5 separate regions of the Mus musculus genome follow, and all the other regions are linked to region 3. The links are chromatin contacts, called in public promoter capture Hi-C maps. All regions are on one chromosome and are shown on one strand. Each heading gives the region's core, a stretch centred on a gene start, on an enhancer-like site or on the middle of the called end of the contact. The rest is flanking DNA. Distances are from core to core; before and after follow the strand shown.

Region 1 (5,416 bases), core at 2,516-5,015, 1.1 Mb after region 3:
TAAAGCTACTGCCTATTTGGATTCGTTCTGTTTCTTGGGCCACACCCATTTCTGTGACTGAACTTCATTCTGATTACCCTCCACCGGCCCCCGAAAACCCCAAATGTTGAAGGTTATTTCTCCAAGACTACACAAAAATACCTTGATTTCACTCTTTTTTAAGCAATAGCTTCAGCGTGGCATTCCAGATTGACAAGTCATTACTCTTCCCTTTTCCACCCAGCAAAAGATTCCCTGGTTATCTGGCTTCTCCTTTTAAAGTTGAGAAATCTGGTGATTTTTGTGATTTATAACCCTTAAATTATCTTTTTTTCCCTCTTATTTAGACTCTTGTTCATTATGTCTGGGAAATTTTAAATATGGGTATGGATGTGAATTAATTTCTATTATATAATTTGTCATGCTTCTGAAATGTAAGAATTCTTGCTTTTCATTAATTCTTTAAAACTGTCTCTGTCATTGTATTGTTCACAGGCTCTTTCTTTAGAGCCCTTGCCAGCCTTCCCTGTCTTACTCTCTGTCTTAGAATGGCTTATTCTATTCTTGCAAGGAGTTTTTCTCATTCTCCCAATTTATAGCTTAGATGTTTTTAACAGTTTAATTGTACTGTTTTAAAAGTAACATGTATTAACTAAAACTCTTGGCATCTAAACCTGATTTGTTTCGAACTGTCATACTCAAAATAATTAGGTCCTCATGTGTCTCATAGTTTAAAAGTAGGATGTTTCTTACCCTTTATCTGAGACAGAAACCTCCTCCCTCCTCAGAGTTTTTCTTGTCTTGTTTTTCAGAGTGAGTAGACCACACCTGTAGGAAGATGTAAGAGCATTGGCACTTGGAGTCTATGTGAATCTATCTCCTTTTATGCAAAAATAAACTGTATTTTTTATCTTAATGGGATTTGTTTATTTATTTAATATATGTAGTTGGAATAAAACTATATGACTAACCTTCCCCCTTCTGTCCCTGCAGCCTCTTTCAGGTATTCTTCTAACCCTTTCCTTGTCCTCCCTCCACCAACTCTCCAGTTCATAGCTTCTTTTATTATTAATATTACACACACGTGTAAGCATGTGTGTGTAGTGTATGTGTGTGTGTGTGTAGATCTATAAATACAACCTGATGAGTCAGTCTACCTTCTTGTGTATATATTTTAGAGCTGAACGCTGCATTGGGCAACCAATAAGGGGCTCCTCCTGAGGGTGGCTGATTTTCCTTCTCCCAGTAGCCATTAGTACACTATAGTTTTTTGTCTAGGAATGCAGGATTGTGAAATTCTTCATCTTCCACGTTAGCATGTCCTTGGGATTTGCCATTGCTCCAGTCTTCTTTGTACAACCATTTCTAGCCAAAACTGTTTCATGGTAGGTGTAGGCTTTCTCATGTGGTCCTCTCTGAGCTATAGAAGCAGAAGATCTGATGTAGATGTATCCATTGGGGCTTCCCACAATCATTTTATCTCAGCAGTTGTGATCCTTAGTGCGGGTCTCCATTTGCTGTATATGAGGAATCTTTGGTGAGGGGTGGTATCTATACTTACCTGTGGGCAAAAGATTAAGATTTAGAGAGGAAAATGGATGGTGACTTCAACTCTGGGGGAAGGAGTGAGGTCAATACAGAAGCAGCATGAGGGACAAGGGACCTATAGTATCAAGATTATTTGATAAAGTTTTAAGGGATCATATTATTTTATATTAACCTACAAGTATGTGCAATCTATATAAGCATATATGTACACAACATCTTAAAGGATTTTATGACACTTAGGCCAACAGATAGTGCCTCCACAAGAGCCCTAGACTAACAGAAACCCCAGTGCCAAGAATAAAAAATGTTTTGCCTAATGGTTGATCAGTCAGGGTAGTTCAAATGACTCCCCCTAGCAATATAGATGATTGCTTTTGCCCTTGGTTGCCTTTCAGTGGTGAAGGTTTAAGTCCCCATTGCTGAGGACACAACACACTTAGAGCACAGAATTCAGATGATTTGAGCTGGATCTTACCTGAAAGCCTCTGTCCGTAGTGTAGATTCCATGATATCAGAAAATTCTACGAAAGGTGCCAAGGGAGAGAAGCAATTAAGTAGTCCTACCCAGGGGCCACACTTAGTAACTACAACAAGTACAGGCACAGCAAGATATCTATCTGTTAAAGTACAATACACGGGACCCACGTGTTAGTGGTAACCAACAGCTGCCTAATTGGCCCATTCCACAGGATGGAAATTATGTCTGTTAATGGCAACCAAGCCAACTTCCCTGGGCTAGTGAGGTCATCAGTAAAACAATCTACTACCACCCCTTTGCCAGGCCAGCATAACTACTTTCTTTGTTCTATGTTTAAAATTTTAAAATAAAACAGGTCAAATAGCCTAGAATTATCTCATCAAAATGAATTTTCAGCATGATGACTATAGTTTAATAATTACTATATTTTTGAAAATGCTAGGAGAGTGGTAATGAGTATTGTCACAAAATGATGACTTTGTAATGCTTTTGTTAATTAGATTTAACCTTTCCACAAAATATTTCAAACCCTCATGCTACATATAAGTATGAACAATTTTATGTGCTTATTTGAAAAGTTAAATTTGTAGAAAAAGAAAATTAAGTGTGTAGTTTTTGTTCATATTTACTTGCCAATTTCCATACAGACTAGAACTCTGTTTATCAATGTGTCACGTTCTTAGGCTAAAACATTGTGGAGTAGTAATAATGTTTTATGAATTCTGGTATTTATTCAGCAAGTACTCAATAAATGTGCTGTGTGCAGTATAAACAGTATTGAGGAACCGTGCCCTGTAAAGACCAAGTAAGGTCATTGATCACTTGATCACTGCCTTTGCAAACTATGTACTGAGGTTGGAGTGTGACTGAAAATTGAGACAACACAGACAGCTACCAAAAGCAAATAATCAGATCTGGTTCATGGGTTCATAGGATGAGTGTCTTGCTTCTCTTGATTCCTAATACCTACATGGTAAGGTGCCACCTGTAACTCCAGTCCCAGGGACTTTATCTATTCATCTTAACTTTTTTGAGTACCAGGCACACACACACACAGAGAGAGAGAGAGAGAGAGAGAGAGAGAGAGAGAGAGGCAAAATACTTGAATACATAAAATAATACTATAAATAAATCTTTGTAAAAAGAAAACTTTTAATGGGATGTTAATGGAAAGATTCATGTTTCAGGACCAGCTGAATTACATTCCCTAAGACTGTCACTTACAAGTACTTGTGTGTTTCTATTACTGCTAAATTAGGTCAGCTTGATCAATGAGGGAAAATCATTTGGCCAATTTAATGAAGTCAAAGCATTCGTGTTGGGGTAGCCGTTTCGGCTTCCAAAGCACACATTCTCCAAATGTTTGCTCTAATCGTGTCCTCACAAGACACCGCAAAGTGGGAGCTTTTAAAACGAGGAAACAATGACAGAGAGACTAGCTGGCCTAAGTTTATGAGCTATTAAGTGTATGAGCTGGATGGGAACCTAGGCTTATGAGTTAAATCATGTTCTTTCCACTCCACCACTCCACCTCCCAAGTCGTAAGTGCCTCTCCATGGAAATGTGGAATACTTAGCTGTCCAGATAGGTTCACACTGTGAATTAAAAAGTCACATGATGACGATGTGGAGAAGCATTTAATTCATGGCAGTCATGTCTGTTCTCTTCAGTGATTTTCTGTGTTGTTATTGGCCTATCCTCAAGGTGAAGGCCCATCATGAGTGCCATACAGGACTGTCAGCATCACAGCTGACCATGAGGCTCTGCATTTGATGGTGTAAATATTTGCAGTGAGTGCTTGGTCTCCAGAGTTACCGTCCCATTCTTCTGGCTCCACAAACTTAGATTTCACTGAACAAGAGAAAAAAGTAGACTAGCGTTGGATAGTGCAGGAACTTCCACCCTCTGGCTTTCCCAGGCCTTATTTTCACTGGCAGAACTAACAATAGCACTGCAATGCCTACCACCACCCTCCCAGAATCTGCACCTGTAATTTTCAACTCTCTTCTAATCAGATGTTCAGCTTTGACTAAGCATTCTTTAATTACAGTTTGAAAGCTAAAGAATGCCCTTCTAGTTTTCCCAGGAGAAAATAAGAAAAATTAATGAAATATTGGTAGAAGATTCAATTATTTTTAGCAGCTAGAACCTTCTCCAAGTGCAAGAAGTTTCTGGAGAAGAAACTGTCTTCAAGTATGTTTCTATTCCAGAAGCTCTCACCTCACTGGCTCTGGGAGGAGAAAGTGAGCTATTAAATTGCCTCCGCTGGAGTTTGACAGTTTCATTCTGCCAGTAATGTTATATGAAAATGTTTAATGTTCAAAACTTGGGATTATTAAAGAGCAGTTGAAAACAACACAAATGCTAGCCAGGTATGAAGACAGATTAATTTTCAAAAATATTCCTGTCCTGGTCTATTTCAATCTTATAACTTGAATCATTTCTAAACACCTTGAAGCAGGGGAATTTCAGTGAGAAACCTGATTCAGTTTTCTTCCATTTTACATCCTGGAGAGTTTTGCAGAACTTACTTTAGACTCATAGAGAAGTGACTACTCTATGTGCGGATGGTTTTGTTATTTCCAATTAGGAAAACACAATTGCCTGCAGTGGAAACTTCTAGTTTCTTTGGAAAGTTAGTTATGTCAAATGATGCTTTGCTGTGCCACACAGGTGAGAGAATGTTTTCCTGAAGCAGACACAGGTGAAAGAATGTTTTGATATAGCAAACACATGAAAGGACGCTTGACGAAGGAGTATAAATATGACCCCACAGTCAGTGGGAGATGAGCACTGAACACTGGTTTGCTCTGCCTCTTATTCTTTGCTAAAGACACACAAGTATTGGTTTACCATACATAGCATTGTTGAGCTCAACTTGTGATAACACTACCATTGAGAGAAACTTGCCCAAAAACTGCTTGTGAAGTTCCTGTGGCAGCTTGCTACTTCTGCCCCCTCACCTTAGCAACGGTTCCTTCAGGATTCAACTAGAGTTGCTGGTTCATGCCCGGAGACTGCTTGCTGAAAGGACTGGACTGTAGCTAACAATTCATGCGTGGTGTCTTCCTGCCCTGGAGGACTGGTTTGCAGCTGCTGAGTCATATTTGGTGTTTGCTATGAGATTAAACTGCTGCCTAAGAAGATCAAGCTTGCTCCCCAAAGAACTATTGCTGAACAGGTCCACTTCCAATATACACTAATAACTTTTCTCTTCCACAACCTCTGCTGTGTGGTTGGCTACAGGAGAAGCTGAACCCTTATTAAAATTAGATTGTAAAAAACCCAACAATTCCCACTATTCTGATGGGTATTGTTGAATCTTCCCATCATGGTTTCTATCTAGTTTGGATTTGATTATGGACATAAGCCCTAGTGCTCCCCTACTTTGAAATCCACACAATTTGGTTG
Region 2 (6,179 bases), core at 1,219-3,718, 1.7 Mb after region 3:
ACCTACAATTAAAATCACTTGAACAGTAAGCTGGGTCACTTGTTTTCTTCTGTGTGGCTACTTTTTTAGGATTCTGTACCCACATGTCATGAATATATACCAGATTGAAAGACTTGAACACCAATTTTGTTTTTAATTTTTAATAATTTGAATATAATTAATGAATTGGGATTATTTTTCCATCTTGTAGAATCTACACAGAAGTTACTTTTTAAGCTAATACTTAAATAACATGGATATTAGTATTTTTTAAAGCACCTAAAATATTTCTGAAGTTAGGAACTTACTTATCATAATTACATACTTTTTTTTAATGTCAGAAAAATACTTTTCCAGACTTGAATCATGGGGAAGAAGTTTCTTTTTATCCAGGCAGAGTAGCTCAAAATAGACTGGATGGTTTCCAAGATTTTCAAAATGAGTTTTGATCTGGTTTAAGACAGTTTTAAATATTTTTCAAAGACAAGAACATTTTGAGAAAATTTTCAAAAGTTAGAAAATGAAGCTTTCTTAACAAGAAATAGATCTTACAAATTAACTGTTTAAAAACCTAGTAAAGTCTATTCAATCAAATCCAATCATCTCTCTTTTTCTACCCCCCCCCCCACACAGTGTGTGTGTATGTATTGGAAACTGAGAATTAACTTTGAAACTTATTTGGGAAACACAACTCCTGAAATAAGGTCAAAGGGATCTCTTCAAAGAGCAGCGTGGGGGCATCCTAGTGATGCCTGAAGATGAACAGTTGCACAAACAGCATGGTGAGAACCGACCTGGGGTCAACTAGAACCAAACACGCACCATCAATTGGCTTTCAAGGCAACCCAGCATAGGCGTAGACTATAGACTGAGTCAAGGCTGCTTACTGAAGGAAGAGGCTCTCCAGCAAGCTGAGATCAGAGCACGAGACACATACATCAAGTAACTGGTTTTATATCACTAGACATGAAGGAAGCTGTAAATGATGCTTTCATTTAAATTTAATTTCTGCTTATCAAGAGACACCGTGGGGGAACACCAAGTGAAGAAGCCACAGGCTGAAGAAGATAGTTCTCCAACCCACAGTAATAACAGAAAACTCACACCCACATTACAGGAACAGCTTACTATATGTGGGTTTTTGGAAAGCTCAGTTTCTAAATGGACATGTCACAGAGGAAGACCCACAACTCCTTGCGAGCATATGAAAGAATGCTCAACGGCAGTCAACAGCAGAGAGCTGAAAGTTAAAATCCAAACATGTTAACAGTTCACATATATACTATATAGTGGCTAAATTAGAATGGACAAATAGTGGCCAACATCATTCCCCAGTATCATACATACTGGCTGAGGTTGCAAAATCCTGTGTCTAAACATGGGTTTCATCTCTGAGCTACCTCATTTCATACATGAAAATATTACAAGCTGTGAAGACACCAGAAATCTAGACTATTTCTGCTCCCAGACGTTTTGGACTAGGATTTCTCTACTTGCATGTCTTAATTGTGATAGAGCTTGCACTAATGAATGTACACTTGTTGTGATTCAATGGACTGCTTCCTTACAAACATCCATTTTATTTATTAGATATCAATTACTAAAAGCATTGCCATATATAAGTATGACTTCGGATTATTTCACCTTAAGTAGCACAAGACTTAGCTGAATACAAGGAAAGGGGGAGATAAGAAGATGGCCTGGTGGATAAAGAGCTTTCGAGGGGCTGAGCTTATGTTCCTACAGATATGCTGGGTATGATGGAGGTACCATCCCAGAAGATATGTCTCTGAGAGATCAGGGACCAGTGTGTCTGGCCAATCAGTGAGCTCTAGGTTAACTGAAAGACCATGTTTCAAACATTAAGGTGCCCAGTGAAGATGACAGGGTAATCCTTATGCACAAACACACCCTGCACACGCACGCATACACAGACACACACACACACACACACACACACACACACACACACACACACACACACACCCAGATGTATATACCAAACATGTGTAGAGAAAAGAATAGCAGCTTTAATTTATTGAAAGTATTTTTGCTTCTGCAAAGGGACTGTTAGTTTCTGAGCTTAGCTGTCATTCATAGCGAGTAGGTGATTTTCAAGTAATTTATTTCTGCTTTCTTGTTCTCCAGTCGCCTGTGAATGTACATGTCCAGGTGCCTTATGCTAGGTTGGGCTAGTAAACAGTCCCTTTTACTAGGGAACAGGCCCTTGCACATTCTAGCTGTGAACATCGTAAGAACATATCAGGATATTTGCTTTGTAGGTGATTTTATTTAGGCAGCACTGGGTCACTTGCAGGAGCCAATCAAGTGCAGAGTAAAAATACTTGCATCTCAAACTAGGAAACCATGCTTTTTTTAAAAAAGCATTAAAAGTGTGGTGGAGATTTTTTTTTTCTTTTTTCTTTTTAACTAGGAGCAATACAGTGAATTGAGTCTGCTGAAGAACAAAGGAAATTCCAGCTTCAGGTGGGCAGTACCCCAGCTCCCATTTCTGGCTTGACAGCTTCTTGGCAAGAGCCATGGCATCAAGCTTGACTGGATGGGAAGGAAGTCCTGAGGGGAAGCGCAGGGCGGGGGCCGGAAGAACAGCGAGGGAGGCTGGAGCCTCAGCTGCAGCCTGAGCTCCGTTTCTACGGCGCAGCGCCAGCGCCACCATGTGGCCATCTGTGGCGCATCAGCGGGAGAAACCGAATCTCAACACATTTGCAGAGCACAGAACTTGTTCAAAGGCCTGGGAAATCCTTGAGCAAGAGCATCCTCCAGCTCTTTCCCATCTAAGAGTGTCAGAGATTTCCCAACAGCTCAATTAGTAACCCATCTGGAATGTTCGCTGTCTAGGCACTTGGTATTTGTTTCTGCACTTATCAAATAATGCTCAACGTTATGTGCCACACACAAAACGGAGCAGGTAGTCCGCACACATGGAGGACCAGTGGGACATATTAACTGTGAGATGATCAGTATAAGACAAGAACTTCAGTGTGGCAAGGAAAGGCACATCTGAGCCTGTTGGGGAGCATTCAGTGTTTACATAGATGTACGTACGCTTTCCTCCCACCCACGATGAGCACAGGAATTGATACCCTAGTAACGGCGGCCCCAGAGTCTGTTCTCTGTCTGCTACTGCTGCTGGGTTTCACCAACCTTCCTGTTGTTAAGTGTGCCTTCTGTGTGCAGGAAGAGAACCGTCAAGGAAAAAACAGTGTTACAATCCACTGTTACTCATAGCTGAGTTCCTGCACCTTGCCCGTTTTCCTTGCTTCCATTTCCTGTATCCACAGTGCTTGTGTATTCTCCAGTTAACACAGTGTAAACAACTGTTCTAAAAGTGCTTCAAGTTAGTTTGAAAAGTTAAATAAACAAGGCTTCTTCAAGGGCTTAGGGAATGTGCATGATGCCCGGTTGTGCACAGGTCCACTTGTGTTCCCGTAAGCCACAAGGGGTCATCCTTGTGGAGAACCTAGTGGGGTTCGACCATTGTTTCATTTGTGAGGTTAACTCTTCTCGATCAATGTCTCTGCCACTGTGGGGTCATGGCCATAATAATGACAGTCACCCAGAAGTTTAGATTCAAAATAGCAGACAATAGGATGCTGAAAAGATACCTGCTCACACCCAGCTTCCAGACCCGGTAGCAACGACCTCTGGGAGTGAACAGACCACAGCTCCCAAATGCACACAGGAAGTCACTCTCTGTGCCTGTACCCAGCAGGTTCCCGCTGAAGTGGGAGACAACTGCTCTAACAACCCCAAACAAGGATAAGGCAGGTAATTAGATGAGCCATGTAACAAGCTGGAAGACGTGATCTTAATGAACACAGCAGATTTGTTAACAATTACCGGAAACCGAACTGTCGGGCATAATTTATGGTTACGCCCTTAAGGAGCTGAGAGTCTTCACTAATCACTTATGCCTCATCCTGTTAGTGTATTCCCTTCTTGTTTACATGTGTGCTCAGCCTAAAGGTTGATGCCTTGGCTGAGGTCATCCCTCTCTGCCAAGTCTATTGAGAATCTAATCTCTGGTCATCAGGATTCATTAAACGTGACTGGATTTAAAGAGAAAAAAAAAAGGTATCATTTGGACCCCGAAGACCAAGTTCTCAGCTCAAAGGGACAAAGGTCAGGAAATAAAAAACAAAGACAGGAGATAGAGGACAGAGAGAAAGGCAGAGGAACAAGGCAGAGGGGGCAGGGATATCTGCCTAGGTATGGGGCAAAGGACTGCCTCTGGATAGAGAGGAGACAGATGTGGTCCACAGGAAAATGGCAGTTTATAGAGGTAAAGAGGGAAACCCTGTGTTTGGATGAGGTGTTGAATTTTAATTGGATAAGTTAATTAAGGAAGCTGGGGGGGGGACGACTTTTGATTGCTGGGTTTCAGTCCTTTGATAGCTGGACCTTGGCAATCAGCCTCAGGAGGAAGAAGTGGTCAAATAGCAATAGACCTTGGTGGTTAGCTTTAGGAATATAATCTGCTTTTAACAAGGCAAGTGGGATGGGAGAAAAGAGCAAGACCTGCCAGAGCCATGCTCACATACTTGAGTCCCTTCAAAAATCCACTAGAAGATTGGAATTGTCTGTGAGAGTGTTGCCCTGAGAGGACTCACTGAGGGTAAAAACCCACCTTGGAAGTGGCCAGAAGCCACCCTGGACATGGGCAGCAGCACCCATTCCATTGCCTGGGACCCCAAACAGAATAGAAATGAAGAAAGGAGAAAGTTTGTAGCAGCATTGTTTTTCAACTGTTTTGCCTGCTGAGCTGGGTGTTTCTCTGCCCTGACACTCTCCCCTCCTCCCGTCCCCTCCTGTCCTGTCTGTTATTTACTGAAACCCTTGTAAAAGTTCCTATTAGTTTCCTTGAAACTGTAAGCTGAACTGCCATCCCACCCTTAAGTTGTGCCATCAGGCTTATGTCCATAGAGATAAGAGAAGTCACTTGAGCATATATTTTCCATCCAGCTTGTGTCACATTGTGGATGTCAAGGTCTAGTAGATGGGGGGGGGGAGGGGTGCTTCTAGGCCCATAGTCCTCTTTGAGAGTTGGTTCCTTCTTTGGTGGATCAGCCCACAATACAGCCCCCTATATTTGTAACCACACCAGACTTCAGTTCATCTTCTTTGGGAGAGTCCTTTCATCTTGAACTGAAATTTCCTGTAAAAATAAGACAAACTGAAGCCAAATGGAGTCTGCATGCTCTTGCTTGTAAAACGTAATTTCAAGATCTACATGGTGGGATCTGCTTCCTTTACTGATTGATAATTCTGAGTCTTATGTCCTTTGTGGTTTGATGACAATGTCTTTCTATTCATACTATCATGTGAGAGAAAGAGAAAGGACTCTACTTAGAACACACCAAGTTTGCAGTCATCGAATCTCCTCTGCCTAGAATTTCAGTATATCCGAAAAACCTGGTTTTAATAAAACTGAGATTCTACATTTGAATTTGAATCTGACAAGACACACAATATGTGAAAGATTTCTATGATTCTCTGAATCAAACCTGTATGTGTTCCTACATAAGATAAAATAGCTAAAGTTCTGTAAAAGTTTAGACTGTTATGGATATTGTTGGGACAAGATGAAGTGAAATGAATCCTCATATAAAATAATGTGACTGTATTTTTCAGACTCTAACAACTCATGGAAAAGTGTGCCTTGCTCTGTTATTATTGGGGTTTGTGGTTATGAACAAATGTTTTTTCCTTTACAAAAAGAAGCTGCTCAGTTCTCATTTGGGCCAGCTTCCAGAAAGGCATCCTTGGTCAGGGACGCAGAGCATCCTCACTGCAGAGTAGCACAGAATGTGCTGTGAGCTAACCCCTTCCTTCTCAAAGTACTGCTTGCACACAGATGCAGGACGATGGGCCCGAGTCTTCAGCAGTGGTTCCTATTAGCTTCCTTCAAGCACAACGGTGATTTTTGTATTTCTAGACCATAAACATTCGCATGCAATATAAACAATGCTCCCCATTAAAATGCTTAATATTTTCATGGTCATTTTTCTAGAAACTTAATGTCCCCAAATCTTCCCAGCCCAAGCCCTCAACCACTAATCCTGGTATGCCTGTGCTCAGTGTAAGCAAGGTTAAAAGTCATGTATACAGCCGAGACAAACCCCTCAGCGACCAGGGGACATTTCATCAGACAGCCCTCTCAGCCTCTAAGATTGTTCTAG
Region 3 (5,378 bases), core at 2,312-4,811:
TTGCCACATTACAACATCTACTAGCCATGGACAAGGACATCCAGATCATTAGTCCCTACCATTCTAAGTGTTGGCACTCACATATACATTGTATGACTGACTGAATGAATGAGTGAGTGAGTTCAGGGGATGGAGCAGAATTGGGGAAGAGAGTGCTTTTGAATCTATGCTTTCCATAAAAAAGGCCAGCAGTGATGCTAGAAATAGTTCTATATTCCAAATAACTTACTAAACTAAACCACTGAGGAAATGGTTTGAAGGAAACCACTTGTTCTACCTTTCTCCTTGTTGTTTGAAAACTAAGAGAGAAAGAAAGAAAGAAAGAAAGAAAGAAAGAAAGAAAGAAAGAAAGAAAGAAAGAAAGGAAGGAAGGAAGGAAGAGAGAGAGAGAGAAAGGAAGGAAGGAAGGAAGGAAGGAAGGAAGGAAGGAAGGAAGGAAGGAAGGAAGAATGGATGGATGGATGGATGGATGGATGGATGGATGGATGGATGGATAAGCCGCATGACCTGAGTTTCATTCCAGAACCAACATGGTACAAGAGAATGGACTTCCATAGGCTGTCCTCAACCCCACATGTTGAGGACACACACACACACACACACACACACACACACACACACACAGACACACACACACACACACCATACTAAACTAAATATCAAACAGAAAGGAAATGAAAGACTAAAAGAGATTCTGCCTTACGTTGCATTTTAAAACTTAGTTACTCCTATAGTACTACTGCTATCCTATGCTTTGAGGAAAAATATTTTAAAACATGTGAGGGGGTGGCCTGTACCATAGGAGATTTCTCACACAAAACTATTATCTTGAACTTCCTTTTTCATTTCTCAGTTTTCCTGTTTAGGTCATATACCTATTCCTGTCTCAACATTGCCTCTCACCTTTTGTTGCTTTGAGAAAAGGACTTACCTCTGCTGTCGGACAGTACTCTCCAATCTCCCCTCACTTTTTTTGTTTTTTGTTTGTTTGTTTTTAACGTTCATGGCTGTGTTTCTGTAGAAATGCCATTGGCTTAAGGGAAATTTTCACGTAGGTATCTTCATAAAGGTCTCTAGGGCTACAGAGGACGTGCAAAGCAGAGCATGCCACGCATGTGTGGCAGATGACCTGCGTGATCTGAGCCCAGCTGCTGTGGCTCTCCCTTACTTGGGCCCAGGAAGTGGATTTAGCCTCATGGGTGCCCGCTCCTTGGCTTGGGCTTGTTTCCTTGTGATGACTGGTAGGGAGCACACCACTTACAGATTCCTGCCGTGTTTAGAAGTCTCCTTCAGATCTGCCTACGGTTGACCTATCCAAATGGACAGGAGAGATGCCTATGTCAACTGAAGACAGAGGCCACTCTTTTCCTTTACAAGCAACACAATATTCATTTATGTGCTTAAGACAGCATGTCACACCCAAAGCTTTAGAACTGATCAGACAGTTATACATCGCTGAGAAAGGGGAGCTGCCCTGTCCTGAGTTGTGAAGTGGAGATCTGGAAACCGCCTTTTATTTCATGCTTCTCCCAAGAGGTTTCTTGTCAGTCAGGATACTTGCACATTTGAGCAACAGGAATTGGCAGGATAGCAAAAAAGGAAATTCTCTAGGAGTGATTTGTAATGGGCATTTATAAGAACCAAAATTTGGGCCCAGAAGATGGGAAGTTAAGACCACAAGAAAATTTTAAAATGAGTGACTGACATCCCCATAGGTAATAAAATTAGAAAGCCCGTGCCCCTGGGTATCTAACCTACTTAAGGCAGGCGGCAGATTTTAATCATTTTAGTCATTTTCCAGTATTGATCCTGATATTTCATCTACAGTGTAAGTCTTCTATAAATGTCTGTTCAACAGAAATTGTTCCAACTATATCCAATAGCCAGTAATTCCAGAACCAGGTAAGCTGAGACCCCAGGTAGACTCCCTGGATTAATGCTTAGTTGGGACATGCTAGACCCTGTGTGACTGACAGCCACGGGATTTAAGCCACCAGGAAATGTATCCTAGTTGGCTTTCACACCGTATTTATTACCAGGAGACTTAATGGCTGCTCTGGAGAGCAGATTGCATTGGACTGCTGAGGGCAACTAAGACATTCAAGTATCGGGTAAGGTTTTAAAGAGACTATTTAAAATAAATGATGAACACCAATGTTCTGGCGGTATGGGTCGGCAGCCTGTCAGGGAATACTAGGAAAGTCACCATGGACCTCTGAAACAAGTAAAACATATATGTTTTAGAATTTTAGTAAAATGATAATCCACTTAAACACAATTTATAAAATAACTCAAGCAAGGCTTTGTCTCAAAGAACTCAGCAAGGCCAATCAAGAACACAAATGCCTGGAAAGACCTCACAGTGGGGAACTTGTGGGGAGAAATCTGCATACTAAACAAAAGAGGATTCGTTGCATGTTATCTCTGCCAGCAAAAGAAAGGAATGTGGTGACTAAATTAAAGGGGGAAGAAAGATAAGCAACTGTGTTGTGTTTCCCATTGGGAGGCCATTTTGGGTGGACACACCTGAACTCCAAGGTTTCTCTTTATTGATAGGTTTCTTGTACCCTTGGCTAATTTCAATTGCCATTTTCTCCCCTGATCCCTGAAGGGTTGTGTTTATTGAATCTGATCTTTATTGAATTTGATCACCAGTTCCTTGGAACTAAGGCAGAAGATGTGGATTCAGTCGGGTAAGGACCCCGACCACCCCCCCACACACACACACTGGTGCAGCTTCACCCCCAAATCTATCAGGCCTGGTTTGTATTCCCCTTTCTCAAGCCTCAAAGTTAAAGAAAATAATAATAGTGACAAAGCGGTTTGAGGGGCCCATTATCCTCCTTGATTGATGAGATGTCATTGTAGGTCACTTGGGATCCTGTGGAGAAATTTGTAAACAATTGGAAGAGTTTACTGATCTCTGGCCAGTTGTGAAATTTGGCACTCAGTGTTTGTTTCCTAATGTGAAAGGATTAACTCTAGAGTTGTGAGTCTCCCTGTATGGATAAGCAAAATGATTCCCTTAAGGCAGCTGTGACCAACAGCTTCAATCCACATGTGGATACAAGAGAAGGCATAGAAGGCTCCTGTCCAACAAAGCTAATGTGCTTTCCTAACCACTGTGCTGTGGCAGACATCTTTAGCTCTCTCTCTCTCTCTCTCTCCCTCTCCCTCTCTCTCTCTCTCTCTCTCTCTCTCTCTCTCCTATTCCGTGTCTATTCTACCCCAACTCAGTGCAGATGTGCAGCAAATGTGAGCTGAGTCTGTTTCTTCTTCTAATGTCAGTCATGAAGAGTTCAGACAAAAAGCACGTTGTTTTTGCCAGTACAGCCACTCCTAAATCTCAGACAACAGCTAAACCACCAGCTAATTACCCCCTGGGTCTCGGGCTTTCACTGGGGCCTTAAACACACAGAGCCAAAGTGAAGGCAGGACATCATTAGCACTACGTAATGTGGGCAAACACTTAATGTGTTTGCTTTGCCCACCTGCTGACCACCTGCCTCCCCATGCTACCAGGCAGGTAGCATATATGTGATGCCCCGACTGTAGCCGTGCAGAGGGAGCCTCTCTTTTAGGCCCGTCCATCTGTGAATCTAACCTCAGTCTCTGGGAATCAGGAAGCATGCATCTCCTCTTAGTTCAGCTGCTTGTTCTCTTGCCTCTGGGGAAGGCAGACCTATGTGTGGATGGCTGCCAGAGTCAGGGCTCTTTATCCTTTCCTCTCCTAGAAAGGGGTCGCAGAGATCTCCACGTGGCCAACCACGAGGAGGCAGAAGACAAGCCGGATCTGTTTGTGGCCGTGCCACACCTCATGGGCACCAGCCTGGCTGGGGAAGGCCAGAGGCAGAGAGGGAAGATGCTGTCCAGGCTTGGAAGATTCTGGAAGAAACCTGAGACCGAATTTTACCCCCCAAGGGATGTGGAAAGCGATCATGTCTCATCGGGGATGCAGGCCGTGACTCAGCCAGCAGATGGGAGGAAAGTGGAGAGATCACCTCTACAGGAGGAAGCCAAGAGGTTCTGGCATCGGTTCATGTTCAGAAAGGGCCCGGCGTTCCAGGGAGTCATCCTGCCCATCAAAAGCCACGAAGTACACTGGGAGACCTGCAGGACTGTGCCCTTCAACCAGGTATGCATTCTAGAGGGTAAACCACCAGTTTGCCAGACAGGGAGGACAGCTGGACAGCTAGGACAAACGGCAAAATAGAAAGAGTCTGGCGAGAGCTCGGGCCTTGTCTAGTTCCAGATTCAGTCCTTTGGGTATTCATTGTGGGACGTGGCCAAATGTAAGCACATTTCCCTCATTTATTTTTCATGTCTCCAGTGTTTCTTGGCATGATGGAAATGCTTCATGCTAGCATGGTAGCATGCTCAGTATCGGTAGTCCCCGTATTGAAGGCACAGAAGATTGTTGAATTTGTATATATTTGGTGGGTATCATCCATATAGAAAAGCAAGGCTAAGTCCCCAGTTTGGAAACTGGGAATTTAGAGCAATTGCCTGAACTACCCTGTAGCTTCTCTCCATACTCATGAGGATAGGTAGTAAAGCAAGCAAATCCAACTGGAGGTGAGGGGGGCTAGGTTGGACATCTCCCGGGATACCCCAGCATGCATCTCTGCTACTCAGCTTATTACTTTACAGGTTCAGGAGAGCTTTCTTTAATTGTTGCTAAAACTATTTGATGCTTAGAATGTTCCTGCAGGGACTCTATGTTGAGATTCTCACTATCATTTCTTGGCATTGTGATGGCAAACCATACTTTAGAGTGGAAGTTATGTTTCTCATTGGTTTTTAAAAAGTATCTTAATATGAAATCAGGAATTTCCTTGACGTGTCCTAACACGTGCTGGCTAATTTATAGCGATCGGCTCTGCATGATTAGACAGAGGAACATTCTACTTCTCTTTCCTTCCTGACAACACCTACTTTCCAAATGCTAAAATAAAATAAAGAAACTGCGTCAAGAAGAAACAGAACCAGAAACAGTGCGGGAGAGACTAAAATTTTACAGTCTAGTAACACTGCCCAATTAAGCCGGCAGTATTCTAAGGCAATTGCCTGTGTAGCAATGACGGGTCAGTCATCAAGTAATATCCACTTTGCTGGACCATGTGGAATTAGAAAATTGCTCCTAAGACTCAGGCAATCAAGTTTCCTTTGAAATTCTTACTTTTAAATTCTATTGCTAATTAGATTAAAATTAAGGAGTTTGAGTCATATTTTGAGTTTGAGTCACATAAGACTGGGTGTATGGGGTTCTGAGAAGGTGGTAAAGGTGGTGTATGCATCGCGATTCTGCCACTTAGAGTGCTGAACGCTGCACAGCTCAAGCGAAATAGGACAGAATTCAACTCCTGCTCTCTGGTCTT
Region 4 (6,082 bases), core at 550-3,049, 1.6 Mb after region 3:
AGTTTAACACAGAGATGTGGGTTTTTTGAGGAACATCAAAATACCAAACACAGTAACATATCATAATAACTCTTCATTGAATGGTAAATATAATTTTCCGAATATCTTTGATAAAAAATATCTGAAGGGATTAAAGTTCATAGCACTATGTTTCTGGAAACCCACCTCTTTGGCTCCAGCCTTTCATGTGAGCGGCATGGAGGAAACTGCCAGTGTGGTGGGCAATGAGGATACAGAGTGAGGACCGGAGAGGAAAATGATAGATAGATCAGCAATGGCTACTTGCTAAGTTGCAACAAGTAGTCCAGGTGATGCTGAAAAGTCAAAATGAGAGTACAAACCAGTCCTTTGATGGTCCCTGTGTCTAACTGGCTGTTCTCACGGTGTACATCTTTGCACGTGTGTGTGTGTGTGTGTGTGTGTGTGTGTGTGTGTGTACGCGTGCGTGCGTGCATGTGTGTGTGCGTGCGTGCGTGTGTGCGTGCGTGTGTGTGTGTGTGTGTGTGTGTTTGTTTTTGTGGTTGTTTTATTCTGATTCTCTGCCATCTTTATTGTCAAATTTCACTAAACACTGGCCATGCACTATAATGTGAATATGCTAATATTCCAAGCTAAATGATTGTCATGTCTGAACATTCTTCACTGTCAATAAGATTAAACAGTCAGGCGGAACACTGTGGCACCTGACCTGCTATCCCAACACTAAGGAGGCTGAGTAAGGAGGATCACGAATTTGAGGTGAGCCTGGGCTGCACGACAAAACACTGTCAACAACAACAACAACAACAAAATAAGAAATAATTTAGTTCCCTACTTTTATAAATGAGTTGAGTTTTTTAAATTGTCAACAATATATTGTAAAAGCTACCATTGAAAACTGTTTTCTAGCAAGTGATTTTTTATTTAACTCAAGTGTTTGGAAGTAGGTTTTTCTAAAGGATTAAATAATTTAATATGACCTCACCCTGTTCTAAGTCAAGGGAATTAGCAGCCAAGCATTAAGGGTGCACATTGGAAGCTGGGGTGACCAGGATGAATGAAGAGCAGCTGGGGCTGTCATTAGCATGTGCTTAGCTGCACTCTCCACAATCCAGACATTAGACCCGCCCAGCTTCCAGCCATCAGTGTATACATTTCCACCAGGAGGATCCTGAGATTGCTCAACTTCTACTGTCTTCACAGGGCAGGTCTCCGCAGGTGAGCAGCTTTCCCAGCGATTGTGTGTATGACTCAGAGTTGCTCTAGTGGCTGTGCCCATAGCAGTGTGAGGCAAGTTCCCATAGAATATTGCCACATGATAGTATTGAGACACTTAGAGGGAAAATAAAAGAGACTAAGCCAAAGAGGTATTTTGATGACTGTTGTGTTTAGTATTGATATGCTAACACACACTTGGTTCAATATCTGTGTCATAGTGATTGCAGTATCAGGTTCTGCACTGATTTAAGGTTTGGACAGCTTACACAGCATGCGTGCACTCTCATCACTTAAAGCGTGTGGCACTAGAAAGCAATGCTCTGACTGAATGGACAGCAAAAACATAAAAATAAAAATGGGTGAACTTGAGGCTAGTGCTGGCCACCATTAATGTGTTTATTTATATGGGTGAGCTCATAATGTATGTTTCAAAGGAAACATTAGAAACAGAAAAGTTAGAATTATCTACAGTAAATAAAAATGATAGACAAGAAGCTATTACACCCACATTAAAATATTTGGCTCCCTGGGGACTGTCAGCCTCAGCCAGTGATAGTTTGCACATATACAGTGCAACAGTGACCCCATTAGGCAGAGTTTCTCTTCCTTTTCTACCTTTCCAGGTGGACAAAAGGAAGAGATGCAGGCAATTGGGCAAAATAGGGGTGTTTAGAATGTGCCAAGGAGGGAGGTGAGATTTTAGCATTATCGTCATAGTGCCAATGATATTTAGCAAGTTCTTACTCAATAACATAAATTATTGAATTTGAATAATCAAAATTCCTGAAGGACAAGCCATATCTCTACGGTCCCCGAGGATACCGGCATAAAGTTGTCTTTAATTAAATGTACTTGAAATTCTCTAAAGTAAACCCGGGAGAGAAACTAAAACAAATCCACTGAGGAAGTTGCACTTCTGAGGTCGAACCACTAGAGGGCAGGAGAGCCCTGCTACTTTTGTTTTGCAACAGTCCTCTGGACACTGAGCCCCTCACCACTTGCCCTTGCCTGGTCCCCACCTCATGACTGGTTAAATGGTCTCTGCAGAAAGGGTCTCCAATCTTATTTCTAAAGTACCAGGCCTTTACAGTTCCCCAGGGACTTGTACAGAAGCAGAAAGCAAGTATGTATTTTACAGATTACATTGTTTCTGCTTTTGTGGAACTTTGTTTTTTGCTCTGGAGAAAAAAAAGGATAGAGCCACAGGCTTACAAGGTTTGTCCTTCCTTCCTTCCTTCCTTCCTTCCTTCCTTCCTTCCTTCCTTCCTTCCTTCCTTCCTTCCTTCCTTCCTTCCTTCCTTCCTTCCTCCCTCCCTCCCTCCCTCCCTCCCTCCCTCCCTTCTTTCTTTCTTTCTTTCTTTCTTTCAGAAAAGACCAAATTAGCTAATTTTTTACAAATACCTTCTTTATGAAAATCTAATTTAAAATGGGACAGTTTTAAAGACAATTTTAAAATGTAGCTAATTGTATTCCAAACAAAATATTCCATATAAGAAAACTAAAAGAATATCCACACTAAGTGCCAATGCTCAGAAGCCAGACGTTTTATTAATATTACTACTACTTCACAGAATTTTTAAATTACTTTGAAAGCACATTTTATGGTTTTCTTTTCCCACCCTCTCAATAGAGCTTTCATTCTGATAGGATGAGAGATTTGGTGGATTTTTTCCTGACTTAAGGTGAAGTCGGCTTGAGTGTCGCTTCAGGGCTTTAGTGGAGAGGATTTAAAGAAGCCGTTGTTCTCCTCCTTCGCTGACCTTCAGCCTCCTCTTGGTAAGTTTCATCTCTGGAACAAACAGAAATAAGCTTATCTGGCATCTTTGGCTTGGGACACTTAGAGTTACGCTTCTACAGACATATGAGCCTACTAAGTTTTCTTGCTGTAGAAGAGTATGATTTGAAAAACATTTTTTTTCCTTATAGAGAACATGCACATAAAACTATACTCTAGTCTTAGGCCCTTAGGATCACCAAAATAGTCTTCATTCTGTTTAATGGCAATTTGTATCCATTGAACATGGTAAATTCTGAAAACTAAGGCATGTTATCCCTGTGTGATAAGAGCCAAGGTTCACTAAATTAATAAACATCCAGTATTATTAACACTCCTGGTACCTTCTTAGTTTTTGTTAAAGTCTCCCCTCTTCACAGAAGTGCTTCCTGACACTTTACATTAAGTGGGTTTTAAGCAGAGATGACAGCTAATACTGTACTGTGTCAAACAGTGCCTTCAATTTCTAGCAAAAGTAATGCATTTTTACAAAATCCTTCTTTGTTTTCTCCCAATTTTTCTTTGGTAGCCCCATGATCTTAGTGCTCTGTCTTTCAGTAAGGGATTAAAAGCATGCAGGGTGTATACGTAGCCCCGGGCAACTTCCTGGAAGGCTTTGCTGAAGTCCCCTTTTAAGCTTAGGGCTCCTGGCTCAGCTTAGCTTTTTCTCTTAATGTGTAAATCGACTATTACTCACTCTGAAGTTCAGTCTACACTGATCCTTAGGAAACTGCAAGAATACAGTAGTAAAACAGAAAACAAACAAAGCAAAAGCAAAACAAACAACACCCCCCCTCCCGTACCTAAAGGAAAGGCCTTGGAAGACCTCCACCAGCCATGGGTTCCTACCGTCTTGGAATATGCTTTGGCTAACACTTTCGTGGTGTTAACCGCAAAGATGGTATCTTTATTTCCTTGGAGCAAAAGAAAAAAAATCTTCATGAGCCTTGGAACAGTCGTTGTAGACCTGTATTTGCATCGTGGCTTTTCTCAATTCGAACCCTGTCCCAACTTCTGTTCAATTGGCTATCTATTCCCCGGCTATCAGAGAATGGTGTGATTTCACGTTACAACTTCACTGTAAAAGCCTTTCTTTCTATGGGGAGCAGCACTCTTCTGAAGTAGCCGATTCTTCCCTTTGGATACTATCTTAAGTAAAAAGAGATCGTTTGACAATGTTAAGCTTGAAATGTAGTGACCTTGGTTAATCCATTATTAATCCAGTTCAGGTATCGTTCCAGCATGAACTGTCAAGGTTCCCTCTATTGGACACAAGGACCACCCTGACCTGGAAAATAATAGTCAATGAAATCCTTTTTATGTGGTGCTGTCTCTCTTTAGTCTTTATCTGAGGTGGGGAGAACTCCAACATATTAACTTTTTCTTTTCTCTTTTCTTTCTTTTTTTTTTTTCAAAAAGCTCTGGTTTCTTAATTCAACCATCACTTACTCAGCTCATATCACATACTGATCCCACATATACACTTTGAATACGGATACCCAAAACACTAGGAATAACCACCCCCACCCATCCATCTCCGTCTACTAAAATTGCTGGTCAAGAGCCGCACTATAAATAGGAACAGGGTGACAAGGCCCTGTCTTTAGAAATTGATAAAAACTTCGATTTTGGGTAAGACTATAGTTGAAGTTTCAGGGCTGGTAGAGTGCGGGGAGCAGTAAACCAAAATGAATTTGAAGCAGAAGTCACATTGGTCATGATAATGGCAAAAGCTCCTACTGGCGTCTTCAGCCTCTAGACTCTACCCTGATCTCAGTTTCAACAAGACAGCTGCCCCACAGAGCCTTTGCACAAGAGGCCTGCCACAGGATCCTGTGTCAGGCCTACTGCAGCTACTTTACAGAGCTGCAAAACAAGTTCAGGCAACCTAGATCTTTATCTGCTTTGCTGAAAGGGGCTGGTTACATTTTAATCTCGGTTATATAAATGTTTGTTTTGAAAGCAAGCTGGCACATCTCAAGCCCCTTCCTTTGATTTCCAGTAAATAACCTCTCCCTTCCCCTCTCTCCTGTTCCCCTCCCTCCCTTCCTCATAAAAGACAAGGAGTATAGAAAATTAAATAAATATATCAAACAATGCAAATTATTGAATATATATTCTTGATGCTCATGATCAGATGTGCTGTTTAGATGTTTTGTGATGTTAGCCAATTATGGTTTAGACTGGATTTCTTGCAAGCATGTGCACTGTGTGTGTGTGTGTGTGTGTGTGTGTGTGTGTGTGTGTGTGTGTGTGTAGATCAGAAGCTGCAGATTGGGAACCATGCCTTTCTCCACTCTTCCCCACTTGATTAACTGCGGCCAGTTTCTCACTGAACCCAGCTAGCTCACAATGAAGATCACCCATCTCTGCTCTCTTAGTATTGGCATTGCAGGTAGCCCCTGAGCCTGCCTAGGTTTTTTGTGGGTTCCAAACTTCTGTCTTCATGCTAGCACTCACAATGCTTTATCTGTGGGGTCACAGACCCAGCTATAGTCTAGAATCCTAAACATCAGCTGGAATAAGCTCCATTTATATTCAGTCAGATATACCCCACGTCCCCATTTGACTATGTCCATTTTTATTCATGAAGGCCCCTTGTCACCTGGAAGCTATGTTGTTTTCTATCACTATAGATTAATTTTTCCTTATTAGAAATTCTTAGTAATTAAATCATAAAACTATGTTTTTTCTATATTGGTTTCTTTTGTTCACCATGTTTGGGAGATTGTCTACATTGTGTCTTTAAGCTACCCCTAAGTAGCATTCCTTTGAGAAAATATTCAGTCTACTCATTTGTTTAATTACAATGTATATTTGTTTCAACTTGCCAGTTACCATGAATACACCTGTGAATAGTACATGAGAGTTTTCTTATCCATGTAGCAACATACTTCTCTTTAGAACATTGTATTTAAGATTTCTATGTGAAAATGGAAGTATATCCTTGACACTGTAAGACATTTTGCCCTTTCAGTAGTACCTGCACACACTTAAATTCTGACCACTGAAGTCTGAGGGCTTTGGTATCCTATCAGCATTGGTGAGGTCTGTCTTCTGAGTTCAGTTATCCTAATGGATACATAGTGGCTTCTGTCACACCTAATAATG
Region 5 (5,475 bases), core at 1,564-4,063, 1.4 Mb after region 3:
AAAACTTCACATTCATACTGATAAATCTTATCTGAATAAAATTCTTGTCTAGAATATTTTGGGGAAAGTATTCTAGCATTTTCTCTAGAATATAGTGCTGAATGGCTCTGCGATAATCTTGACTTGCAGTCCTGTGTCAATGCTTGAATAGCAAAGCATATTGACTCCAGGTGAGGAACCTGACGAAAAGCTTAGAGCTAGGAGCTAAACTCAGCAGGAAGTAGCAAGAAGGGATTTACAAGCTTGACTTAGAGTAAGAAATAAAATGAATATCATAGAATGGAGAGATGAAGATTGATCACCTGGCTAAGAAAACACAAATATAATTAAGGTTCAAAATAGTGTATTGGAAAAAAGAAAGGGAAATAATGTAAAAGTGGAATAACAAAAACCCAGAAAAAAAAAAGATGCACCCTGTTGAAGGTTACCAGAATTTCACTGCCCATAAAAATATAGAGATTAACAAGAAGTAATGCAGAGATGTCCCACTGCAGCCTGAACCCATCGGACTTCGTCATATCTTGGAGTCACCTGGAGTACGTTCTGACACCTTGTTACTCTCCTGACTTGATATTTCAGAGTTAATTTTTCGAGAGAAAATCTGGCCTGACTCTTCTTTGTGAGCCTTGGCAAATTCTTAGTCTGTTGGTGGTATGGCTGCAGGCCCAACTCTCATCTAGTGAATGTAGGCAGTGACTGCATGTTTTTGGTATGCAGGCCTGTTTATATGTGTACCAGAAAAAGAACTTCAGTGTAAAGGAAAAAGCCTTTAAGGTATTTCAGCCTTACAACAACTGCTAAGCGAGTGGTGGGCTACCTCCTTGTTTCTGCACAGGTTTCCCTGGCTTTGTTAATAAAAGCCAGATTCTCATTTCCATGGTTACCTTATGACAATGATGAGCAAGAAGTGGAGAGAGAGCAGATGTTAAGAGAGTCAACAAGTAATGAAACTTATCCTTCATTCCCAGTGTTAGAAGTTTGTTATTAAAAGATATGGAAAGGTAGAGCTAACATCTTTTCTGGTTTGTCCTTTCTATGTGGCTCAAGTAAAAGGCATTCTTTACCCAACAAATCATTATTGCTAGCATTATAAATTTCTAACATTCTATCAAAAGTTCAGGCATAGTATCTTTAACAAATTAAGTATCTTCAGAAAATGAAAATCTTTAGTGTACCTATTCAGATGTTTGGCCGTATGGTGCCAAACACCTGCATGTTCATTCAAGAAGCCTTTGTTGAAATGCTTGAACAGTTATGTGATGGTAAACCAGCTCAAAGACTATGAGTCCCAGGAGGGCTCAGAGTTCATCTAGTTTCTCCATTCTAGAGGTAGCGGTTGAGTGAAGAGGGTGGACAAAAAGCTCCGCTGTTTCAGATGGTGGAGGTGACTGTCACACTTAGAGTTGCTCCTTGCTTACTGTTGCTCATGTCAGCATGTTTCTTGTCAGGATGGTAATAACTTTGATTCCAGAGACTCAACTAGCTGAGTCTTAGAGGTGTGGTGCAAAGAAACAACCACAATAAAAAAATACCTAAAAAATCTTTAAAAATTTTTTTCTTTTAATTCTCAGGATGATCAGTTAGTCTCAAAACACAGGAAAAAAATAGAAGCTTCTTCTCATTTACTGCTAACATTCCAGCACTGCCCAAGGACAGACACTGGCCACAGCACACATATGAAAACAATTTGCAGTGCCTATCAATACAAAATGTATTAGCTAAAGTCCTTGGACTTGAAGTTAACAGGAAAGGTTTAAGATTAATGGGTCTAGAAATATCATCATTTTCCCTTGGCATGGTCTTCACGACATCTTCAGATTCTTAAAAATGCAACATTCTGCTATGAATCTACTGGTTTATCCCTTCAGTTGATTTTGCGAATCCCTCAGACCACGAAACAACAAAAACTAAGGCATGAGCTTTGTGCTACGTGCCACACAGATGAATCGCTATCTGATCTTGTTGCCCTGAGAAGAGGGTCATGCCACACGTATGGAGGTTGTCAATTGCATGGGTGTTTTCTAAAATCCACTATGAAATTAAACAATCTAGGAAACAAGTCAAACTACTATCGCCTTAAACATTATTCTTTCAATAATAATAGCTTAAATTATATTTTACATAATCAGCTATGAGGTATCTATTGAAGGTAAATGTAACTATACAGCTTGAGTCCCTTTGGAAGGATGTAAGACAATTATGCGCTTTTCCCAGTTCTCTGACGACATTTCTGGCCAGATCATGAAATTAAATCCAGCCAAAATTAGATAACAATGAAAACCTTACAATTAATTTATAAGTGCTCTTTCAAACTGCAGAAAGGCTTAAGACTGAAAGCAAAGCAAAACAGTTTGAGCAAACATGTTCATGGTAAGCCTGTACATAATTAGCAACATACAATAGCAAACACACACACATTGTGTGGCTTGACTTTTGACACCTCGCTTCTGTTAATAAAATGTCACAAAAAAAAAATGGTGACTCAATTGAAAATGTAGCATTCATGTGTGGCAATTACAGTTGGGATTTTAATAACAAAAACTACCATTTGTTTAAAATTTAAATTTTGCAGGCATCTTTTGTACGTTTTCTTGTATAGCTCTCATAACTTTAAGAAGAGATGAAACGTAGAAAACTAGAGCAATTCTTCCCTGGGTTGCATAACTAAGAAGAGAAAAGTCAAGTTCCAGATCCAGTGTCTGGTTACAACCACCTCAAGGTTAATTTTCACGTTGTGGACACATGAGCATTTAAAAAGTAATTACCGTAGAGTTGAGATGAGATTGTGAAATGGAAACAGACAGATGGACACTAACTTAACTCTGCCACAGACTCGGTGAGTAACTGTGTCTCAGTCACTTCATTAGAGCAAACTCCACTTTCTCATTTACAAAGCAAAAAGTTTCTCTTGGTCATTTGGGAAAAGCATGGCTTCCAAATCAAATGACTACTTGTGTCTCTGAGATGACAAATTGTAATGACTAAACCTATCCGGATGTCGAAAGGATAAGCACATTTTAAGCCAAACACAGACTTAAAATAATGTGTTTCTCTGTGAACCTTTTGATAACTAAATCTAAGTAGCAGTTACTAGCTTTTTATCTGTATTTCACAGCACCACATCTATATGGTGATATACAAGTGAAGATATACTAAGATGAAATTCTCAAATCTTCATAAATAATATTCATTTTCTCTGTGTTGCAAAAATTAATTTGAATGCTTATGGATATTTTTCTAAGTTTTATCTTTCCTGAAGAAATCTGTATAGACTGGGTTAAAAATATTTTCAGGAAAATTTTAAAATGAAGACAAAAATAAAAATCGATTACATAATAGACTGGGATTGGAGCAACATATAAATCCTACTTTGGAATGAAAATTCCTATCAATCAATTATACAGTGTGTCAATGCAGTCGTAAATTGAACAAAGATTGAATTTTAAGACCTTACTTATCCATCATTCTTAGTATTCATTTCCTTATTAAAATGAAAGGAATTTTCCCTCTATTTTAATGGTATCTCTCCCATTTACAAAATCATCCAAATACTTTATAAACGGAGACTAATTTCCTGTCTCAGCTTTACTATGTTTTGCCAAAATATCCCCAGTCCAAAATCAAATAGCAAATCCATGATTCTGAAATGGCCTCAGTAAGCCAATTTTCCCTAACCTCAGTGTCGTCTTCTTCTTCTTCTTCTTCTTCTTCTTCTTCTTCTTCTTCTTCTTCTTCTTCTTCTTCTTCTTCTTCTTCTTCTTCTTCTTCCTCTTCTTCCTCCTCTTCTTCTTCTTCCTCCTCTTCTTCTTCCTCTTCCTCCTCTTCTTTTTCCTCTTCTTTCTCTTCCTCCTCCTCTTCCTCCTCCTCCCCCACCCATCTCCAGCCTTCCTTCATCTTCCCTGTTCAAATGGTTCTCCCAGTCCACAAGAAAGCCATCTTCTGCATTAGGAAAGAGACTTCTTTCTAGTAAAAAAATAGTCTTTGCTTTTATAACCTTAGATACCTTGAAACCCTGTTCCAATTAATCATTACTTCCTTGACTTGAGGCTTAATATAAAATATTCATGTCTACTTCCTGCATACCAACAAGTGATTTCCATTTACCATCCAGCATCTTTATTAGCTTTACCTGTGTTCTTGCTGTAAATTATGAAATGAATTATAAGTTTCAGACTAACTGGAAAAAAAATATATATATATATAAAATTACCCAATGACTTCCACCATTGCAGCATACCTGCAACTCAAATTTGAGGATTATGCTGCTATACAACATAAAAACATAGTATGATGATGGAATATTAGTGTTGTTTATTCTCCATTTAAGTGGACAGGGTAGTATTTTTCTCTCACATCTTATAGTAAACTCTAGGGTTTAGAATATACTTAGCTATTTAAATTTTTGGCAGGATATGATTCTGTTCTAGAAACATACTTTATTTATGTTTATACATTTTGATTTATTTCTATGCCTCTTTGCTGTGTCCCCAAAGCCTCATGTAAAGCACATAGAATATTAGAGCAGAAATATATGAGAAAGAAAAAAGTAAGCCAGCAGAGTTTAATGAAGTTAATGGTGAGACAGTTATAGAAATGAACTGGTTACTTTCAGATTATCACTCTGGCTCTTGCCTTCATGGAGTCAATATTGGAGGGCTGTAGAAGGAGAAAGAAATATAGTTATGAAATTATTCCCTGTATCAAACATAAAGAACTATAAAGATCTCAGAAACAAAACAGGTCATAATTATTTCAAGGGTTGAAATTTGGAGCATTTAGAATCTGAGATACGAGGCTCAGTCATGGCTTCCCTCTCCAAATAGTGAATTTCCACCAATCCTTCTACCTTTCTTCCAACAACAACCTAAGGCATGCTGACAAAATGAATTAATACTAAATGAACGGTTCTAACCACTGTGTTCAAAGTGTATCAGTTGGTGGTCTATTTTACTACAAGCCTAAAGTTTGAACTATCTACTAAACTGGCCTTTGTCAACTAGTATGCACCAGACTTAATGTATGAATGTTGCTCTAAAAAAACTCCAAGTTATGTCATTCAGTTGACAGAAGTAAGCCTTTATCATTGTTTTGCCTCCACTGTGGGATCTACAGTGTGGGATTTGTAAGGAGCATCTGCATTTGCAGTTGGTGAAGACCTATTAATTTGTGTTAAGGTACTTTGTAACTATTTCTCAAAGCATTGATTTTTTTCAGTAATATAATTTCTTTGGGAGAAACTCAGTTCTTGGACATGTCATGATGGATCAGGCATGCGACATCAAAAAGACCCTCAGAACTCACAAAGACAGCAGCACCATGCACAAGACCTACAACAGATACAAACCAGATGAGATCCTAGCACTGTGAGGGAAAGGAGACTCTTAAAAGCCTGCTTTGGGAGATGGAAGAGAAAAGAAAGTAACATACTATTTCAAGAGCAACTCAGCATCAGGGAGATGATACACTCAAGTGTCT

What was found. Promoter capture Hi-C pulls out the DNA fragments that hold promoters and counts their contacts.
Region 1: a contact with region 3 is called in a promoter capture Hi-C map of liver, with 2.7 times the contacts expected there. The contact joins the enhancer-like site here to the promoter of Cer1 in region 3. A contact is called at or near these places in 6 of 39 promoter capture datasets (the 3T3-L1 cell line, embryonic stem cells, hippocampal neurons and 2 more).
Region 2: a contact with region 3 is called in a promoter capture Hi-C map of hippocampal neurons, with 11 times the contacts expected there. The contact joins the enhancer-like site here to the promoter of Cer1 in region 3. A contact is called at or near these places in 11 of 39 promoter capture datasets (the 3T3-L1 cell line, 3T3-L1-derived adipocytes, the C10 cell line and 7 more).
Region 4: a contact with region 3 is called in a promoter capture Hi-C map of liver, with 5 times the contacts expected there. The contact joins the enhancer-like site here to the promoter of Cer1 in region 3. A contact is called at or near these places in 6 of 39 promoter capture datasets (the 3T3-L1 cell line, frontonasal cranial neural crest, liver and 2 more).
Region 5: a promoter capture Hi-C map of the 3T3-L1 cell line shows a contact between it and region 3, with 12 times the contacts expected there. The contact joins the enhancer-like site here to the promoter of Cer1 in region 3. A contact is called at or near these places in 7 of 39 promoter capture datasets (the 3T3-L1 cell line, 3T3-L1-derived adipocytes, cranial neural crest and 3 more).

Annotation. Positions count from the first base shown.
Region 1 is chr4:81,786,895-81,792,310 of GRCm38.p6, reverse strand. No RefSeq gene overlaps it. Among named protein-coding and RNA genes, the nearest start is that of Gm11412, 46 kb to the right of the region's middle. Within about 2 kb of position 3,765, at least 6 of the 459 cell types and tissues checked have an H3K27ac peak or open chromatin away from gene starts, as enhancers often do. A contact at or near this core is called in liver, where this site is marked.
Region 2 is chr4:81,175,355-81,181,533 of GRCm38.p6, reverse strand. No RefSeq gene overlaps it. Among named protein-coding and RNA genes, the nearest start is that of Gm25803, 160 kb to the left of the region's middle. Within about 2 kb of position 2,468, at least 61 of the 459 cell types and tissues checked have an H3K27ac peak or open chromatin away from gene starts, as enhancers often do.
Region 3 is chr4:82,883,334-82,888,711 of GRCm38.p6, reverse strand. It overlaps Cer1 (cerberus 1, DAN family BMP antagonist), which reads left to right and starts at 3,561. Exons shown (of 2, transcript NM_009887.2): 1 at 3,561-4,135. The coding sequence starts at 3,629.
Region 4 is chr4:81,248,213-81,254,294 of GRCm38.p6, reverse strand. No RefSeq gene overlaps it. Among named protein-coding and RNA genes, the nearest start is that of Gm25803, 87 kb to the left of the region's middle. Within about 2 kb of position 1,799, at least 17 of the 459 cell types and tissues checked have an H3K27ac peak or open chromatin away from gene starts, as enhancers often do. A contact at or near this core is called in liver, where this site is marked.
Region 5 is chr4:81,499,364-81,504,838 of GRCm38.p6, reverse strand. No RefSeq gene overlaps it. Among named protein-coding and RNA genes, the nearest start is that of Mpdz, 59 kb to the right of the region's middle. Within about 2 kb of position 2,813, at least 7 of the 459 cell types and tissues checked have an H3K27ac peak or open chromatin away from gene starts, as enhancers often do.